2 separate regions of the Anas platyrhynchos genome follow, and region 2 is linked to region 1. Evidence: chromatin contacts called from public Hi-C data. All regions are on one chromosome and are shown on one strand. Each heading gives the region's core, a stretch centred on a gene start, on an enhancer-like site or on the middle of the called end of the contact. The rest is flanking DNA. Distances are from core to core; before and after follow the strand shown. Region 1 holds the start of NSMCE4A (NSE4 homolog A, SMC5-SMC6 complex component). Region 2 overlaps TACC2 (transforming acidic coiled-coil containing protein 2).

What was found. Hi-C and Micro-C count contacts between places; a contact is called where the count stands out from the background.
Region 2: a Hi-C map of skeletal muscle shows a contact between it and region 1, with 2.3 times the contacts expected there. The contact joins the enhancer-like site here to the promoter of NSMCE4A in region 1. A contact is called at or near these places in 3 of 8 Hi-C or Micro-C datasets (liver, skeletal muscle and subcutaneous adipose tissue).

The regions. Positions count from the first base shown.
Region 1 is chr6:36,664,804-36,670,671 of IASCAAS_PekinDuck_T2T, forward strand. NSMCE4A (NSE4 homolog A, SMC5-SMC6 complex component) reads right to left here and starts at 4,101. Exons shown (of 11, transcript XM_027460511.3): 1 at 3,660-4,101; 2 at 2,673-2,753; 3 at 1,959-2,089; 4 at 722-873. The coding sequence starts at 3,954.
Region 2 is chr6:36,770,953-36,776,102 of IASCAAS_PekinDuck_T2T, forward strand. It overlaps TACC2 (transforming acidic coiled-coil containing protein 2), which reads left to right. Exons shown (of 24, transcript XM_072039875.1): 11 at 483-543; 12 at 1,538-1,745. Among named protein-coding and RNA genes, the nearest start is that of PLEKHA1, 68 kb to the right of the region's middle. Within about 2 kb of position 3,324, at least 2 of the 8 cell types and tissues checked have an H3K27ac peak or open chromatin away from gene starts, as enhancers often do.

The DNA.
Region 1 (5,868 bases), core at 2,851-5,350:
AGATCCTGCTGTTGTAGGCTGAATTTGAGAGATTGAAATTGAAGTGTTGGCTATAAGCCAAATGACTAATGGTCACAGCAGCTAAAAAGTCCTACTAAATAGATTGCCTAAAGCATAAAGAGAGAGATGACACCGATCCTACAAATGGCCACCTGCAAGTAATCAGGTGGCTTCTCGTCTGAAGGCAGAGCAAGAAGCAAGGTTCTAAAAAGACAACCCATTAACACAGACGTGAGATGTTGTGCTGGTCTCCTCAGCATAATACCATAAAAGATACAGAAAGACCGTTCATCACGGTCTGTAAATGTCTGGAGGGACAAATAAAGGTTCCTCAATTTGTACTTCTGCCTGTAGCTTGTACAGGGAGGGAAAAGGGACAGAAGAGTCAGCTTTCAGAGGAAAGAGGGACACTTACATCTTCTGTTTTTAGTTTGAAACTGATAAAACAGACGTACCTTGCTACCCCTGCTATACACATATGGTATTTTTGTATCCAGGCCAAAACAGAATCAAACAAATATCATGACAAGTTTTGAAGATAAGTTCACCATAACAGAAGAACAGAGGCCATGTAGAAGCTCTTGTTGACACTTTGTGATCAGAGATTAAACTCTACTCAAGACCAGGGCATCAAAGGTAAGAAATTTGGTTTTTAGAATGAACACCAACTAGGGCCATTAGCCTGTGCTGCAGTATACAGTACTTCCTTAAATAAACTTACATGTAGTGAAAAGAAGGTGCTCTTCTGAAGTACTTTTCTGCTTCTTCTCCCAGCTTATGCCAGGCATTACTAGGTAAATAGCCAGCTGAAACGTTCTCGGTATCGCTATCATTTCCATCTACTTCTATACGATTTATACCCATGAATGTTAGCTACAAAAGAAAAAAACTGTAATGAAAATTTGCTTCACAAAAGATGAATACACAGATTAATGGTAAAATACTGTGTTATGGTGTCTGTCCTGCTAAATTAGTATTTAATATCACTGTATAACAAATGGACCTTGACTTTCCTGAAGATAGTGAAAACAAAAGCACATTTGGATTTCTGACGTATACAATCAAGAGCTACACTGTCTGATATTTAATTCCCTTTGATTAAAAGGAGTTAAATCCCTAAACTTAGATACATTTTTATATAAGCTAAATGACAAAATCCAGTCTTAGTACTTAGCAATGTAATATTTTCATTTAGAAGTGAATGACTTGTAGTTCTTCACAGAAGTCAGCCAAAACAGAAACACCACGTAAGAGAAATGCATGGACCGCAAGCAAATGGGGACTGAAGTTAAATCTCATTTCAAGAGATCTTAAACTTTCAGGTATAAATCAGTCTTATATTTCCCAGTATTTCATTAGAACAAAAGAAATGCATTCCCCTCCCTCAATTAACCTGTTTCTTATATTACAGATGACAACAAAAGTTAGAGATTAAGTACAGCCTTTTATGTTTTGAAGAATGTTTCAATGCTGTTGTGAATCCATTCTTCCATCCATCCATGATTAAAGCAGTCAATCATGGCATGTCTACATGTCCAAATAACACAAAGTCCCATTCTATGAGTCACAAAGGACCTTGAAAACTTCATCCAAAAACAAATGTAGCATTGGACAAGATAAAGACACTAGTTAACTAATGTGAAACTACTGAACATGGTAAAAGAAAGCATAAAAGGCTATCATAAGAGCACGAACGGACAAAACCGTGATAAAGTAGCAGGGGCAGAGGAGATGCCTACATTTGCAAGGTAAGATTTTCCCCTACGCAAATTGGAAATGCTGAATCCATTATTTAAAACAGTTAACAAAACTAACCACAGAGTTAATCAAAGAAATTCATGGGAAGACTTAAATTATTTCAGAACTGTCAGGTACTGCCTGACAATTTTTTATGATTCTATAACAAAAAGGGTAAACCTCTAGCAAAACTGCTGGTAAATTCTGAGTCTGGAACTTACCAAGTCTTCTGCAAATGTTAGTGATTCAAATGTTGTCATCTCTGAGCGCAACTCATTAGCTTTCTCCTTTCCTAGATTTGATGCTATGACAAGAAATTGAGCATCCAGCGCAGCCTCTCGTGCACACAAAACTGTTACAGAAGAAAAAGGCTGTATATTAATAACAAGCCATTGCCAGAAACAATGAAATTCAGCAAACAAAGCTCTATACCCAGGATATTCTCTAAATCATCTTATTGCAATGAATTCAAGTGCAGGCTGTAGTGCAATTTCTTACAGAATACTCATATTTACATTTAAAAAAAAAAAGAAAAAGTAGAGGATAAGCCTGGCAAAGGCAAGCATGGAGAACTAACAAGTTATCTTGAAAAATCAAGAGTGTATTTCATTGACAGTTTTTTTTGCTTCTCTCCAAGTGAAACAAGCCTACCTACACTAACATCTTGGGTACTACTTATGTATGTTTTCCTAGAAAGTCAACATAAAGCAAGAAGCATTTCTAACTGCAAATAAACATTAAAAAAGAGAAATTTGTTTTCCCATATAACCTTATTCAAACAATTCCTCTTCAGCTTAACAAATCTATTTCGAGTTATACATTATTTTTTATGCCAAAGTACTTGGATATAAACTTCATCTTCTTGCCATTTTGTTTATTAAGACGTTATTTACTCAAGCAATCATGTCTAACAAGGACTACAGAATTTGTTTTACCTCCACTGAACAGTTTATTGGCTTCTTCCAAAGCTTCTGTCAGTCTGTTGCTTTTCGAACTCAGCACATCCTCACGGTTTTCTAGGTGGACAGGACACAAATGAAATCCTAAATCACTTAAATATGGAAGCACCAAGAAATACACATTTACTCCTTACTCAAAACTGTCTTGCTTGTATTCCTTTATAAATAACAGATATGGAATACAGTCAAAGATTCACTGCAAGATTTTTAGTCTCTGTTCTTATTAATGCTAATGCATTAGATTGGTTTGAAGGGGCAATTTTCCATTTATTTCAAAGGAATATGATTCATGCAGCTGAATTTACGTGGAACTGCACCATCTACTGAAGTTGTGTTAGGTACGTGCATCAATTTCACCACTCCAAAACTCATTTAATTGCTCACAACCCGGTGGATCCGATTCCTGTTAGTCCCAGCTAAACACCTGTACCTGTGCCAAACTGTAGCCTTCTTGGTGTCATTCATGTTATATGTTCACATTAATCAGGGACTTCCAGGAAAAAAATAAATATAGAAGAAAGGGAAAAATGTATGCCTGGTGATTTCTGAAGATCACCAGGCGAAACAACTTACTTGTGTGTAATGATGTGAGTACAATTTAACAAGGCTTTGAGATGTGCAATTCCCAACAGCTATGTACGTTCGTTTAAGAGCGTGCTCAATACCTGGACATAACACAGTTGCTTTTCTTATATATATACAGTCACCGTCCACAAACTGTGCTGTGTTCTCTTATCAAACAGCCCTACAAACACAGCGAGGCTGCAGAAACCCACACCACATCCTCCTCCACCCGGCAGCGCCTCCTCGAGCGGGAAGGGTCCCAACGTTACAAACACACAACCCCTGCACATGGCAGCAGCCGAAACCCCTCCTCCCGTTTGGGCAGGAGCCCCCCCAGCACTGCCAGGAGGCCTGGGGGGGATGGGTAAGGGGTGAGGGCCCCCCAGCCCCGCTGCTCACGCTGCACGCTGCAGATCAGCTCCCGGTACTGGTTGCGGATCATCCTCCGGCTGCGCTCGTCCGCGCTGCCCTCCGCCCTCCGCGGCCCTTCTCCTCCTCCCTCCTCCTCCTCCTCCTCCTCCTCTTCCTCCTCGTCTTCCCCGACGGCCGGCGGCCGGCCGAGCCTGCTGGAGAGCCGCCGCCGCCGCCGCTGCTCCGCGGAGCCGTTTTGGGAGGCGAGGGGCAGCGAGAAGCGGCCGGAGCCCGGCTCGGAGCCCCGCGGGGAGGACTCGCCGCTGCCGCCCGCCTCCGACATCGCCGCCGGCAAGGCAGGGGCCGAGCCCCCGCGGCGGCGGCAAATGGCGGCCGCGGCCCGAGCTGAGGGAGCAACGGGCGGCGGCGGCTTCCCGCCCAGCCTCAATGGCGGAGCGGGAGCGGGGCGGCTATGGCGGAACGGCCCCGGCAGGGGGCGACGCCCGCGCGGCGACGCCAATGGAGGCGGCTCCCAGAGGCGGCACCTGCCCCGCAGCTCGGCTGAGGGGGGGCTCCGAGCTTTGGCTGGGGTTAGGGGTGGGAAGTTGTGGTGAATAAAGCCGTGGGGAATAAATCCGTGGGGAATACCGCCACATCTTTCATCTGCTTTCGAGCTTTTCTGATATCTGAGGGGAAGATGAGGTAAAAATTGCAGGCAAAGGGATCAGGCACCTGACTGAGCATCTCCACTGGACACAGCACAGAACCATCTAGGTGGGAAGAGACCTCAAGATCACCCGGTCCAACCTCTGAGCTAACACTAACAAGTCCTCCACTAAACCATATCGCTAAGTTCAACATCTAAACATCTTTTAAAGACCTCCAGGGATGGTGACTCCACCACTCCCCTGGGCAGCCCATCCCAATGCCTCACAACCCTCTCAGTAAAGAAGTTCTTCCTAATATCCAACCTAAACCTCCCCTGGCGCAACTTTAGCCTGTTCCCCCTCGTCCTGTCACCAGGCATGTGGGAGAATAGACCAATATAATACACATAGATTAATTAGTCACTAAGTAAAGGTCTGTGCTCATACATTAACATACATTATACCACACATACATTAACAAATACAAATACAAACACATTATATTACACATACATTAACAAATGCATGCTCTGAAGTGGAACAGACAGGTAAGCTAGTTAATTAGGAGCAGCAGCATAGTTTATACAAAAGACACCAAAGTTAGATGAGAGAATGCATGCTATTAATTTACCAGGCTGGAAGAAATAACAGTCTGTATTTTTAAACGATCCCAAACCAAGTCCAGAACAAGATCCCAAACAAGTCCAGAAAATTCAGCTATATTAAAATTTTAATTTAATGAGGAATGAGTTTATGTTACAGACCAAACCCTTATTTTAGTAGATAATTTCACCTCTCTCGTTCTGTTCTTCTCCCTGTACCAGCATCATTAGGGTTGGGCTTGTGATGCTGGATCTGGCTTCCACCTGGGAGCAGTAGCCCAGCAAATGGGCACTTATTTTCTCATACTTGACCATAACCATCAGAACTGTTGTACAAATACTGTTGTATAAATGTTGCCCAGGAACTGTGCTGATCCATGCAAGTGGATTGCCCATCAAAATAAATTGCTTGTGTGAATCCGTTGACTCCAACAAAGTTATCATAAATGGTGACTTTAACCAAAAACATGGTTTCAAAGGCAACATACACCACAATATTTTGTCTTTTTAAAATGCTTACCCTATGTAATTTGACACAGAAATTCCAAATTATAAGTTTTATTATAATACACCATTAGAGGAACAACACTGAACATTAAAAGTTGATTTTTAAGAACTTTGTTAAATGTAAGCATATACCTTTTCTTTGCAAGCAACCTAGGAATATATTTGTAGTTTTCTCTGCTTATAAGTTCAAATTAATCCTGCAAAATATAAATAGATTTCACTGTACTTCATTATGTGATTAATACTATTGTGTTGCTTTAATCATCACAGAGTTTTGTTAGAGTATTTTTAGCAGGTATTCTAAAACATCTTCATAGGTGAGACTGATTTAATGTAGTGCCATGGATCTACCTTGTCTTCCCCAAATCACTACTTCTGCTGGACTACAGACTGTAAAATATGCATAAATGATCTTTCAAAATATATTTTTAAACTATTTTGGTTTTCAATACAAAAGGTCGACTTATAGTTCTGGCTATTAAACAATTTCCTATTCTTTGT
Region 2 (5,150 bases), core at 2,074-4,573, 110 kb after region 1:
CCAATTCTTTCTCATTTTAATAACTTATGGGCTTCTTAGAGCTTGCTGATTAAATCTATCAGGATTTTAATTCTCAGGTCATTCTTGTAAAGCTGTGGTTTGGGCTTGATTTTCAGGTGGGAAACTGAAGCAGACAAGCTAAGTAGTTTGCTTGAGGCCACTGAGGATGCCTGGGGTGGAGCAGGGATTTGAATTGCAATGGAGCAGTTCTGTAAACGTGTCAGTACTTTTTTTTTCAGTGAATTTAGAAATATGGCAATCCTGCTTTTCTCAGCTTTTGGGGGAATCAAGGCCTGTTCCAAGTGCATGACAAAAATAAGCCCCTTCAGCATGTTTCTCTGTGGTGCTGCTGCCTCATGGATGGGATTTTAAAGCAGAAAGGCTTACAGAGATTGCATTTTCTGTAGCTGCCTCTTGCTAAGTGTGAAATGACACGATTCTTTCTGGTATTACCATATTAACTGTTTTAATTCTATTTTTAGTGATACTTTTAGGGTGAAAAAATCACCAAAAAGATCCCCGCTATCCGATCCTCCTTCTCAGGTAAAGTACTGTACCACTGTGATCCATGTAATTGTATTCTTGGAGAGAAATTTGAGTTACTTAAATATAGAATTTAGTAATAGAAGAGTTGATGTAAAGAATATAAGCATATTGATGTCCAAGCGTAGCACGTAGGCCTATAATCATAAGGTATCAGACTTTTGGCCTGCATATGATGTATTTTAGCCCTGGAAATGCAAATAGACTATTCTGAACATACTTTGGGAAGCCCTACATTACAACAGAGCAGCAAGATGAATATATATCTTTAAGTCAGGTATCAGTCTGAAAAATGAAGCTAACTGCCCACCTTGGAAAATTGATATCAGAAGGTGAGAAACTGAACGCATAAAGCTGGTGAGCTGGAAGGAAAACAGAAATAAAACACATGGGCTGCTCTACCAGGAGCATGTGCTTGGATGGTTTTATTCCTTGTCGTAAACAGCCAGCAGGTGGCTTTCTTGGAAGAGGAGTTAACAAAAGCTGCTCTGTGTGTAAGAGCCCAACTGCTTTGATGCAGCACGGCTCCTTCCGTGCTGCTTTCATCTTCCCCTCGGCTGTCCTCCCCTTTTATCGACAGCAGAGAAGTGAAGAAAGGGTTCCTGACCTCTCAGCCCTAGGCAGGCTTGCTCATTTGAGGGAAGCCTAAAAAGTCCGTGTAGCTACTCAGGGACTTCTGCCACGGGTGATGGGTGCCACTTATGTCAAGTGCCTGACAGATTTAAACCATTCTGGGTTCTCTTTCTTCCTTGTTATCAAGGCAGCTTTGCAACATGAGTGTTTATCATCAGAGAGTTTATTTACACTAGGAGGACTTGTCACTAGTACAGTTCCCAGTGAAACGCTTCATATTTTTCTGTAAGGATTTTACACAGGGCTGCAGTGAAGAGCACGGAATTAAAAAGATGACCATGGTCAGGCAGAGGAATTCAGCGTTGACTATTCTGCCTCTTAATGGAAGAGAAGAGCATTAATCAGCCCTTGTTTTCTGCAGGATCCCACCCCACTGCCTACTCCAGAAACACCTCCTGTCATATCCACGGTGGTTCATGCGACAGATGAGGAGAAACTGGCGTCTTCGGTGACCAGTCAGAAGTGGACCTGCATGACTGTGGACCTGAACACGGACAAGCAGGATTACCCGCAGCCGTCTGATCTGTCTACGTTTGTTAATGAGACTAAATTCAGCTCTCCTACCGAGGGTATGCTTTATGCAGGACTGTCTGCACCCAGCTAATGTTACTTTTTAGCAGCCCTAAAAAATGATGCTCTTTGGACCAGTTTGAGGAACTTGGTAGTTATGGGGAGCTGAATTAATAACCCAAATTCTTCTATCTTGTGTTTTCAAGAGACAGTAGAGAGGCAGCTCAAAGGAAAATGAAGGGGTCTTTTGGAGAAAATTGACTTTTTCTGTCTTTTTATGGTTATTATAGACATGCTGTGTTCTTCTGTGCATGCTACCTGCTCTCTCTGTGTCATCACAGGAGACCAGTGGCTGAAACTGCTCTTGTTTAGCACTCTTAGATCCAGGGTCACTGCGCCAATGGTTTTGCCTGAGCTTGTTCCTGTAATGTGAGTGGCAGTAAATGTGCTCTAGTATTGAAGGCCCAATGTTAAAACCCTGCTCAAAGGTTGTGCTTTAAGACCCTTAACATACCACCTCCCCTCCAGGCTTCTCGGATCCAGGTTTCTTTATGCACAGAAATGTCCAGGATATCCCTGTGGAAGACAGCAGCCATTGAGGAGCCAGGCAATATCACCTTCTATGGCAGCTTATTACGATTTTTCCTGTAGTACCTTCCTATAAGCAGTTGCAAGCCAAAGCTGGAAGTTTCTGTGAAGAGGGCTGTCATTCCAGGTCTGTGAAACGTGGAAGAGAGAATTTAGCCAGTTGGAAATGTGTGTGTGGCCTTCACTGAGGTTACCAGAGGAAATACGGCTCTGCAACATCTGCTCTCAGGGCAGCTTGTCAGCTTTGAGGCTGGGAGGAATGCAGGAGTTTAACTTGGCTTAAACTTTTCCTTCTTGATCAGACCTCGTTATTTTTCCTGACTTTTTGACCCGAGTCCCAGGCTGCCACTAGAGCTGCTCTGTACCATTTTAGCCTGGGTCTGAGGAGTTTTTGCCTGATTAAAAATTGCTAAGCTTTTAAGTCAAATGTGTCTGACAGCAAAAGGCATGAATGATCACACCGGTTTTAATGGGATCGTACATGTTCATGTGCACGTGCTCATGCGTTTGCATGGCCTGGACTTTTTGGAAATCTGTTGAGTCTTCTGTTCAGATAAGTATTTCAGTCTGGGTAAATCCATTTGGTTTTCCAGTCAAATGAGAAGTTTTAGGTAGCAGATTCACTTAACGTGTGATAAAAGAAATTTTTAAGACAATAAATATTTTTTAGAAAATAACCATCAAAATCTGGGAAAAAAATAAATTTTATGGAAGGAATTAGAACAAAAGAAGAGCAAGAGAGACTCTACAGCAATCATTTGAGCTATCAAAGAGATAGAAGAAAGTGCACAAAGCTCCTAATTAAATGCTAATTGTCTTGTCTCATGTGTGCTGCATGGTATAGTCAGTTTCAGATTACGTGCTAATTATAATCAACAATGCTTCCGCTTTTCAGATCTCTTAAAAATAATAATTTCTTCCCTTGACAGTCTTGCTCCTGCTGCTTCAAGAGTCATATGAGTAATCCCAGTGCTGTTGTCAGGGCAGATATTTTTACCCCTCCCAGCCGCTGGTGTGACTGCTGTCCTGTAACCCAACGCTGCTTTTGTACCGACACAGCCCAGCCACTGAGTCAGCCCCTACATCCAGCTCTCATCTGCGGCGTGCTCTGCTTATAACTGCTGCCTTTTTTTGTGTTTCGCAGACCAGAAATAAGCAGTAATTATTAGCAGAAAATTCTGATGCAATTGTGCAGCTATTTGTAGGAGGAGATAGAGGACATCACGTAGTGAGTCTGTTGTATGCATTTGTGAAAGATAATTATCTTACCTCATAGGGTATCCTGCGCATTTGTAGATTTAAAGGTACAGAGATAATGAGCCTGAGGTTTTGGAGGGGAGATGGTATCTTAGAGGAGATGCCTTGGAGAGAAGATGGTTTGTGATTGTGCTGGAAACTTCTCAGACCAGCAAGATCAAACAAGCTGTGTTTAGCGAGCCGTGTTGTTCTTTTTGTTCCTAGCTGAAGTATTTCCATCTGTCTTCTGCTGCCTGAACTCAGTAAGTTAAATACGTGTTGGCCCGAAAGTCAGTTGGGGTTGCAAATGCCAGGCATGCTGCAGGCAGCTGCAGGATCACGGCCACCTGTGCCAGCAGAGGATGGTGGCAGCACATCTCCTCCTCCTGTGCAGCGTGGTTGTGTGCTCACTCGTGGCTGGCTGGGGTCGTAAAGCTGCCCACAAGCAGCCGTGGTGCACCTCGTGGGCTGTGTGCAGGTAAATGAAATACACACAGACAGGTTCTTGGTTTCTCCTGCAGTAAGACATCCAGAAGGTTGTTACCATCTCCTTGTTTCAGGTTGGGTTTTGCTTTCACTAGGTAGGGGCTTGTGTCTGGTACCTGACACAAGGTTGTCTGTCTTACCTGGCTTCTGATTGCCATTAAAACATCCAGTGCCAGGAATTTAAATGAGAGGAGCCTGCTGTTATAACATTCTTTTCGCTTAGTCATTTTACTGTTGATGTCTCCCAGAGGTCAGTTACTGTGAGTTTGTGGCTGTTCCTCCTCAGTGGTTGTCCTATAAAATAAATAGACTGGGGCTTCTTGTATTCTGTGGGGCTTTTTATTCAAAACAAAACATAACAGGTAAGAGGATATCTTTAGGGCTGGTTTGTTTGTAAAGAGCACATGTTCTAATGATGGTTACTGTCAGACTCATGACAGCAGGGTAAAATGCAGAATTAGGACAAATTAATGATGCTTTTATTTTTTAAGTGTAAGTGTCACTGAACAAAGTCTTTGCTTTTATTTGCGTGCAGCAAGGTATGCTCTCCTTTCCAGTTTGCTGTGTTTTATCTGTCTTCCTCTGTATCAGCTCACTCCTTGGTGACCATGGGTTGAAGGGAAATGCTGGTTATTCCCTCTAGTGTAATTAGGAGATTAGAAGTACAGCAGCAGTAAAGATTTGCATTTTTATTAGGGTTTAGATTTAGGGTTCTTTGTAAACCTTCCTGCCTCAGGCTTTTCCTCCATAACTTAAACACAAAACCAGGCAAGTAAAGTGGGCCGTTGTCTTACCCCTTGTTCAGTGAGCATGCAGCTATTTTATGCGTTATTTTATACATCTCTTTATCTCGCGTGATACCCCAGTTGTCCTTCTTAAGTAAGAACTGTGTGATATACATTAAGAAACAGAAGTGATTTTATTTTACAACAGCTATCTTTTTTTCTGTATGTTACAGGAAACTGGAAGCAGCATTACAAATAATTGAAAAACGTGTTTTCTGTGATAAGATAACACAATAGGGGAAAGTTATCTGCTCAGGAAGTGCTCTGAAACTTTGTTAATATTCTGAGCTCTGAGGCAAAATCTTGGGCAAGCTGATAAAGCAGAATTTTTCCAGGCAACTCCATTTGCCTGATGTGTGTCATAGATTC